3 separate regions of the Mus musculus genome follow, and regions 1 and 3 are each linked to region 2. A link is a contact called in public HiChIP or PLAC-seq and promoter capture Hi-C data. All regions are on one chromosome and are shown on one strand. The core of a region is the stretch at or near the end of the contact, and the rest is flanking DNA. Distances in the headings are between cores, read along the strand shown.

The links. Promoter capture Hi-C pulls out the DNA fragments that hold promoters and counts their contacts. HiChIP or PLAC-seq counts read pairs in DNA pulled down with a chosen protein or histone mark.
Region 1: a contact with region 2 is called in an H3K4me3 HiChIP or PLAC-seq map of forebrain, with 4 times the contacts expected there. The contact joins the promoter of Stmn1 here to the promoter of Rps6ka1 in region 2. A contact is called at or near these places in 1 of 39 promoter capture datasets (pre-B cells) and 3 of 115 datasets of contacts at active chromatin or transcription factors (forebrain, large pre-B cells and pancreatic cancer cells).
Region 3: a promoter capture Hi-C map of pre-B cells shows a contact between it and region 2, with 2.2 times the contacts expected there. The contact joins the promoter of Ahdc1 here to the promoter of Rps6ka1 in region 2. A contact is called at or near these places in 2 of 39 promoter capture datasets (cranial neural crest and pre-B cells) and 1 of 115 datasets of contacts at active chromatin or transcription factors (embryonic stem cells).

The regions. Positions count from the first base shown.
Region 1 is chr4:134,466,962-134,469,661 of GRCm38.p6, reverse strand. Stmn1 (stathmin 1) reads right to left here and starts at 1,342. Exons shown (of 5, transcript NM_019641.4): 1 at 1,233-1,342.
Region 2 is chr4:133,886,419-133,889,118 of GRCm38.p6, reverse strand. Rps6ka1 (ribosomal protein S6 kinase polypeptide 1) reads left to right here and starts at 1,322. Exons shown (of 22, transcript NM_009097.5): 1 at 1,322-1,549. The coding sequence starts at 1,487.
Region 3 is chr4:133,010,081-133,012,780 of GRCm38.p6, reverse strand. Ahdc1 (AT hook, DNA binding motif, containing 1) reads right to left here and starts at 1,275. Exons shown (of 7, transcript NM_146155.3): 1 at 1,258-1,275; 2 at 494-591.

The DNA.
Region 1 (2,700 bases), core at 93-2,592, 580 kb before region 2:
CCAATGATATTCAAGTCCTATTGTTCCTAGGGTTTAAGCTACTAGCCTCACAGTGAGAAAATGAAGTTGTATGAACCTCTAGGTTTCTTTTGAGGGCAGGGTCTACTTAATCCAGGCTGGCTGTAAAATTACAATCCTCTTGCCTCAGCCTCCTCAGGGTAGAGGGGTGGGGTTTAGCCCACTGGGTTAACACTTAACATTTGCAAAGCCCTGGGTTCCATGTTCGATGCATACATGGGCGGGGGGGGGGGGCAGCTTCTGAGTGTTGAGATTACAGACAAGCGCCACCACACCCGCCTGAGGTTTGTCACATTTGATGCCTTATGTCGCAAACATTTTTTTCAACAGTTCTCGAGTATTTTTTTTAAAAAGATCACCATTCTTTTAGCCCCGAAGCGTATGACTAAAGGTTCCAAACACTAGACACTGCAAAAACGAAGCAACGAAAAAAAATGCATTTATCTGTAGCAGAGCACCCAACGCAGCAGACTACACAGCATGGGCGTGGTCCTGGCCCAGGCGGGCAGGCTGGCGGCCCGGGCCAATCAGAACACGCCCTACGCTCCGGCCCCTGGCCCCGCCCCTCGGCTCCCCGCGCCTTTTCGAATCTCCGCGAACCTCTCCACGCTCGGGAGCCCGCGCGCGTGGGCAGCGACAGAATGGGCGGGGCCAACGGTCCTCCGGGGTGGCCCCGCCCCTCTCGGGCTGGCAGCGCGCGGCCGTCTGCCCCCCAACTCCCGCCAAAAACACCTCGCGGACACGCAGCCCTGGGGTGGCTGTAGAGGGCTCGGTCGCACGGCCTTCACCCACTGACGGAGTGCCCAGAGCTGTCCGGGACCACCGCCCCGAAGCCCCGGGAGACCGGGCGGGCGCCGCCCCTCAGCAGCACGAGCGCCCCCAGCCTCGCTCTCCTTCAGACAATGGGGACCCCCCGAACAGCCGCGCCCGCCGGGCGGTAGATGCAGAGGACGGCTCACGCCTCCTATTGTCTCCACGCTCGCACCCGGGCTAAAGCCCAGCGCTGGCCGCGCCCCCTCCCCTCCAGCCCGCATCTCCAGGGAATAGGGACAAAAGCCAAGGCTCCGCCCGAGCTCCACACAAAAGACCAACGCCCCCCACCCGCTGGGGCTCGGGGTCTCCGCCCATCTCCTGTGCCCGGCTGGGGGACCCGCCGCGTTCCCGGCTGCTCCCCAGCCCGCCGTAGCCTCCGCCTAAGCCAAGCCTGCACCCACCTGCTCGGTCCGAGCCGCCTGGCCACACTCTGAGCACCAACAGACCTGGGCGCGCACAAAAGCGCCAAACAGCGGCACGTGACCCAGACCAGGCGCTCCGCATTGGCTGCGGGTGACGGCACGTGCCAGTCCCGCCCCGAAGCCTGGAGAGCACCGCCTCTCTGGAGAGAAGCATTTCGGGAATTGTAGTCCGGGCCAGGGGGGCAGGAGGACAATGCTAGGGGTGGGGCACTCCTGGTGGGGGGTCTCTCTAGGTGTTAGCCGGGACTAGCGTGGGTGGGTGGGGTGTCTCTGATCGGAAGAGCATTTGGCTGCGGCCGCAGGACTGAATCGGTTATGGGACTCTCTTTAGGAAAACTGCAGGGCGAGGTGAGGAGCAGGGGAGGGGTCGGTCCTAACCTACTTCTTTTAGACCTCGACCGACTGGACTCTACCTCTACCCAGCCATAGGAGTTTATTTGGCTCCCTAAGCAATATCCCTTTTGATGCCATACCCCTCCCGGTCGCCTAAAACGCCCGAAACCCTGTGACAAGATAGTGCCACTCCACGCCCCTGCACGATCCTCTACCCTCGGTGTCCTATCACGGACACACGGCAGCTTGTCACCTGTAGCGCAACAACGCAGTCCCTAACCCATTTCCTACTGGCAGATTACGGGCGTGGTTCTTCCCTTGGCCACTTGCATTCTACCCTTCAGCCTCCCGAGCTGGAAACACTGGGATCTAGGCAGGACAGCGGGAGGCTCTGGAATCTGATCTTGGGTTTAACAAAGCCACTAAGCTTAAAGGCAGACTCCATCTGGACTGCTAAAGCCTTGCGGTGACAGGAAAGGGAAGGGAAGAGCGATGGCAGTTCTAGATACACTTTGCTCCTTTTGTTCTGAAAGCACGTGCTCCCTAGAGCGGGGCTGGGCTCACTTTGAGAATGTAAACAAAAGGAGCCACAAGGTCACGGTTCCCTCTGGCCGGGATAAAGCAAAACTATAGCAGAGACACAAAGGAAATTAGCGTGACCCTGTCTGTCTAAGAACCTCTTCTCTCTGCTGACCAAAGCTGTGTCCCCACGAGGTGGTCATTTCCCCAAAGCACCTGCTCAGAAACTCTTCATTGGGTTTACCATTTTATTAATGGATTTGGTCTCTCAAAAGCCAACCCATACATACAACAGCTTCTGTGGAAACAATCCTAATTTTAAAACAATCCTACATCTGCTTAACCAAGAGGGAAGCACCCGAGATAAAATACAATAGGCATACAGGACAGTGAAAACTGTATTGTGCAGACAACGTACAAAGCAAGCAATTGGCAAAGTACAGTTGTCTGGAATATGCTTATAGAGGCATATTTTCCAGCAATTGCCCTTGCGTGGGGTCAGTCTCCCTCTGCCCCCGCCCCAGCCAGTCTAAGTGGTTCTTGCTTAGCATGTGAACAACAGGAGCCAGTTCTGCGCAGTGGAAGGCTTTTCCCT
Region 2 (2,700 bases), core at 73-2,572:
GTGTAGCCCTGGCTGGCCTAGAATTGGCTAAGTAGCCCAAGCTAGCCCTGAACAGAGATCCTCCTGCCTCTGCCTCCCTACTGCTAGGATTAGAGGCGTGAGTGACTTCTCTCCACTTAAAAATGTACTGCATTAAAATGTCTTTATCGGGGAAGGTTGTCCCTGTGCACATTTGTGGAGGTCAAAGGACTGCTTATGAGTTGGTTCTCTTCCACCACATGGGGCCTGGGGATCAGACTCAGGGAAGGCAAGCTCTTTTACCCATTGAGTCCATCCACGGACCCACCCCACACTCTTTTAAACACCAGTGTGCTCCTGACCTGCTGTGTGACTTCGGATAAATAGCTTAGGGTGTCTACTAGGATGGGGTGGAGTCTCAAAAAAAAAATCACAAGCTGCCTGAAGGTGGAGGTCGGAGATACTCAACACGACCTGGCCGGCAAAGCCTGGGTTCCATGGCCATAACCAAGCAAGGAAACGTAACAAAAAATAAATTCCCTATCAATGACGCCTGTCTTCGCTGGAGGCTTTTAATAAACGAGCCAGCTTGTCTTTCACCTGAGAGTAAGTCTCACGACACCTGGGGCCTAAAATCTCCTTAAGAGCAGGCCAAATCTTACTGGAGAGAATCCTGATCCCACCAGAACTGGATTTTGCCTTCTTTCCAGGGACTCCTGCTCAAGTCAGACCACAATCTGGTCTGCCACGGAAGAGGCGCGGACCTGGCCTGAAACCAGCGCCCTCAAGTGATAGGGCACAACAGACTAGGAAGGAGAAAAAAAAATGCGTATTAGGAAATCACCCTGGGGGCGCTGTGGGTCCTGGCGCTGGCTGGCTTGGGACCCGGGGATCACATGGAGACCCCAAAGTGTGGGCTCCCGTGATGTGCACAAGCTTTCGGAAGGGGGCGATCCTAAGGGCTTGGAGAGCTGAGAGCCAGAGGGCACAAGGCCCAGGCTCCTTCCACGCCTCAGTCGGGATCAGGCCCAGGACGTCCCATGTAAATGTGGGGTGGCAGCCCCTCCCCCTGGAGGGAGAAGGCACATCTGGGTTAACATCCCAAAGGCTGCTAGGACAGGACAACGGAGGCCCCAGCGAGGTCTGCAAAGCGGCACAAAGCCCGGGAAAACGGAACCCGCGGAGCCTCCGGTGGGCAGGGCCGACAGTGGGCTGGGGTCTCTCGTGAAGGCAAGGCTGACTCCCGGCGCGTTGGGGGCGGGGGTCCGCGCCGGGAATGCCGCGCCGTGGGGGGACTGGGCGGGGCTACTCAGGCCCCGCCCCCGCGCAGGTAGCCAATGGGCGCGGCGGCGCCGGGTGACGGAGCGAGCCGAAGTGCGAGTGCCGCGGCGGCGGCGGACGGCCCATCCAGAGCGCGAGGGGCTCAGGGGCGTGCGGGGGTCTCGGTGTAGCAGCAGGGACCCCGTGGCCCAGAGGCAGCGCTGCCCGGGGCCGCCGGGAGGAGCGCGGGCGGTCCGGCAGCGGCGCGATGCCGCTCGCCCAGCTCAAGGAGCCCTGGCCGCTCATGGAGCTGGTGCCGCTGGACCCGGAGGTGAGTGAGAGGGGCGGGGGTTGGGGGGACAGGCGGCGGCGGCCGGCCAGCCCGGATCCGCACCGGGGCGGGGCGGGGGCGGCCCGCGGCGTCTCTGCAGCCCCGCGGGGACGTGAGTGCCCTCCGGTCTCTAGCTCACTGTCCGGCTCCACCCCCTTGTGCTCCGGGTGTGCGTGTGTAGGGGATGGTTCTGCTGGGCTCTCAGTACCTCCCTGCAGTAGCCAGGAGAGGAATCTCCACGGTGTGTTGAGATCTGACACCTAGGACCCATCCCGCTTATCATCTTTTAGTAGCTGTGGGAGTTGCCCCAATCAGTGCAGAAGGGAGAAAGGCTTGGGTCAGATGTCTAGGCTTCTACTAGAGACAAGGATCATGGGAATCCGGTTTCTCACCTTAACCTCTCCCCAAGACCTCTCTTCGTTCCTCCACTTCTGACCTTAGGAAGGTAGCCCTGCTGAATCCCAGGCAGTTATGGAACGTGGGACGATACCACCTCTGGAGTTGGAGCCTGCTTTCCTTTGCCCTAAAGCTAATGACACCGGGTCTTCCTACTTCAGATTATGCTGAAGAGTGGGGAAAGTCCTTAGATCTTGTGAAGACTGTCTCTGTAGAAGAGACTCTGCCTCCGTCTTCCTCTCTCCCTCCTTCCTTTCCTGTAGAAAAAGGCTGAGCCCTTGGGCAGTATGGCTTCTGCCACCTAGCCTTTCCCAGAAGCAACTCCTGTCTTTTTTGAGGGCTTTGTGGTCCAACCCTGAGCATGCAGGAGGCCACTTCTGTGCTGTCCTGTCACCCTGGGATCAAGGTCAAGTTTTGAACCAGCAACTTTAAAACTTTCCCTGCTCTCCTGCTGCGAAGGAGGCAGGTGAAACTCTGCCTTCCTTCACTGGAGCTGTTTTGGGGTACAGGAGGCTGGGGTACAGGAGACCTCACTTGATCCCAGAACCTAGATGCTTTTTCTCCTGGCTTGAACCCCTTTACCTATGCTTGGTACCTCAGGTCAGTCACTGTGAGCCCTGTCTCTCAGGACCACGGGCAGAGAGAGGATCCACAGTGAGATCCCCAAGTCTCCAGGCACTCAGGGCATGCTGCCCCTTTAAAGGGATGGGCTACACTGGCTATTGGAGGGTGGGCGCGGCTGGATTAGGTAACCA
Region 3 (2,700 bases), core at 26-2,525, 880 kb after region 2:
GGGCTCCTCCCTCCGCAGTCTCCCCTTTTCCCAGCGCCTATCCTAAAATCCAGCCTTGTTCTCCGCTCCCACGGTCCCCCTACATCCCCCCCCCCACATTCTCAGCAAGCTGGAGAGCAAATTGCAGTTTTAAATCCAAAGGCGGAGGGAGGGGGAGGAGGAGGGGGTGCGCGGCAGCTCTGGGCGCGCACCTCGCCCCCGAGCCGGGGGAGCCGCGGGGCGGCCAGGAAACCCGAGAACCCCCCCTCCCCGCCCCCCCTCCCCGTCCACCTCCCCCTCCCCCTTCCCGGCGCTGCCTGCCAGGCTTCGAGCCGAGCCCAGCCGAGCCGCGGGCCCCGGTGGAAACAAAGACCGATCGCACCGCGGGCACCGCAGCCACGGGGTCCGGCGGACCGGACTGGGGGCGCTGGGCCCCCCCACAGTGCGCTGCACAAAAGAGCCTGGCCGGCCGGTCCCCAACCGCGTCTATTGCTGGGCAGGAGGCGCTACTTACCGGAGTGCTGGGCTGCCGGCTCCGTGGGTCCGAGCCAGGCGAGGGGTTTCGGGGGGCGTCTATCTTCCGCCGGCGGCAGCGACACGGGCGCCCGGCTGCTGGGAAGAGGAGTCGTAGAGGAGCCCTGAGCCGCCTGCCGTCGCTGACAGCATGGCTCGCGCCTCGGCTCACATTCTCCGCCGCTAACTCCGCTGGACACGGCCCCCCGCTCCCGCGGCGTCCCCCCCACCACGATTACTCCTTCGCTATCTGCGCCCCACTCGCTTCCCCAGCCGCTCACACACTCTCACAGCCCTGGACACCCCCGCCCCAACCCCCCAATTGCAAACCTGGGAGGGAAGACGCCCCGCGTAGTCCTCCTGCTCCTCCTCCGCCGCCCTCCTCCCTCCCGCTCTGTCTGTCTGTCTGTTTGTCTGCCTGTCTCTATTTCTCTCTCTCTCTCTGCCTTTCTCTGCTCTCCGAGCTGGGTGGGAAAAGGAAATGAGGACAGAAAGCAGACGCTGGCTTTGGGTGGTGGTAGCTGGATTCCCTCTCTCCCTCCCTCCTCCCTCCTCCCCTCCCTCCTCCTGCCTTCTGCTCTCTCCGCTGCGAGCGGGGCTGAGCGCAGCCTGGCGGGTGGCTCGCTCGGCCCGCCCGCCCGCCTGTCTGTCTGTCTGGTCTGCCTCGCTCGCTCCCTCCCTCCGTCTCTCGCCCTCGCCCTGCCTGCCTGCCTGCCTCTCTCCGTCTCCGCCGCCGCCGCCGTTGCCTCTGCGAGCTCGCCTTACCTTCGCTGCTCACCATCCGGAACCCCAGGGGGGAGCGCGCGCAGAGCACGCCGGGACTTGTAGTCCCTGTTCGGCCGCTCCGCGCGCTGTGCGGGCGGGGCCACTCCGGCTGCTCCGACGGCGCGGCCCGGAGCGGACCCTATGCCGGAGTATCCCTGGCCCGGATGAATCCCGTTTTATCTAGGACTGCTGATCCTCCTCAAGGGTTAGGAACATTCCGGGCGTTCCGAGGCCCCTACTCGGGGCTCTGGCTGCGCCAAGGTTGCGGGTGGTAGCGCAGGGGCGGGGTCTGAGAATAAAATGAGTGGAATCGGGCATCAGAGGATGAGCCAAAAGGGCTGCGACTTTCTGGGGTGTCCCAAACACGTTGAGAGGGCCCATGGAGAGACGAGAGGACCTACACTTTCAATTTGGGGACGTTTTTCCTATCAGAAGAGGCGTTTGGCAAGAAAGCCGCTCTGGAAACGCTACAGTCTCCTCCGCATTTCGTGGCCCTTCGCCTCAAACTCAGCCCTGGATTTAGTTCTTCCAGCGCCTACTTTTTATTGTCGTCCACGGGCGGCGAGGGCGCAAAAAATTCTGGACAAAGTGTAGATACCATGCCTTCTGAATTTGAACAATTGTTTGTGAGCGGAATTCAACAGTTCTCCAGCGCCTGCTGCGGCGTGGGGGTTGGGCGCAGCACTTTCACCTACCTCCTCTTCAGGTCACATCTGTTCTCCAGCCCCTGGCTCTGGGCCCCCTGCCTTGCCTATCCCACAGATGGGAATGTGCGCCTCTGAGGAAGGCTTTGTTACCCCCAGGGAGGTGGCTGGACAGCTCTGAAAGGAGAATTGCCGCGGCTGCCATTTACTGAGCACCCGGGCAGCACGGGGTCCTTGGAGCCTTGCAGAAAAAACCCTACGAGACCTTATTTCTATTTTAGATATAAGAGTTCCGGAGCCCAGGTGTCCCGATTAGAAAGTGGTAGATTCAGCATCTGGATAATTTCAAAGCTTCCTTCCTTCCTTAACCCTTGGGCGGTAACAGAGTGGTGATTCCCTCTACTCCACCCCCCCCCCCCCGCGTCCCCGCCATCCTTTACTGTTGATCTTTCTTCCCTGTGTCTATGTGTCCTCCCTTGGCACTAAGGTAGATAAGGTTTGCAGAAGAAACAGATGAGTGATGCAGTGATCACTGCCCTGCTACTTGTCTATTGACTGCTTCTGAGCTGATCCCAACTCATGACTGTGTCTGACATTCCTTTGGCCAATGTCTGCCAACTTAGTCCATCTTGCCCCATGTCCTAAGCTTCTCTAGCAATGCCTTTACTCCCTGATCCACCTGCTTCTGATGCCTTCTTTGCTCTTGCAGGGTAATTGCTAGTCAACACATGTTTAGATGGTGACATTATGCTAACAACACATCCACACCACCTTCACCATCCCTCCATCTCTCCCAGTC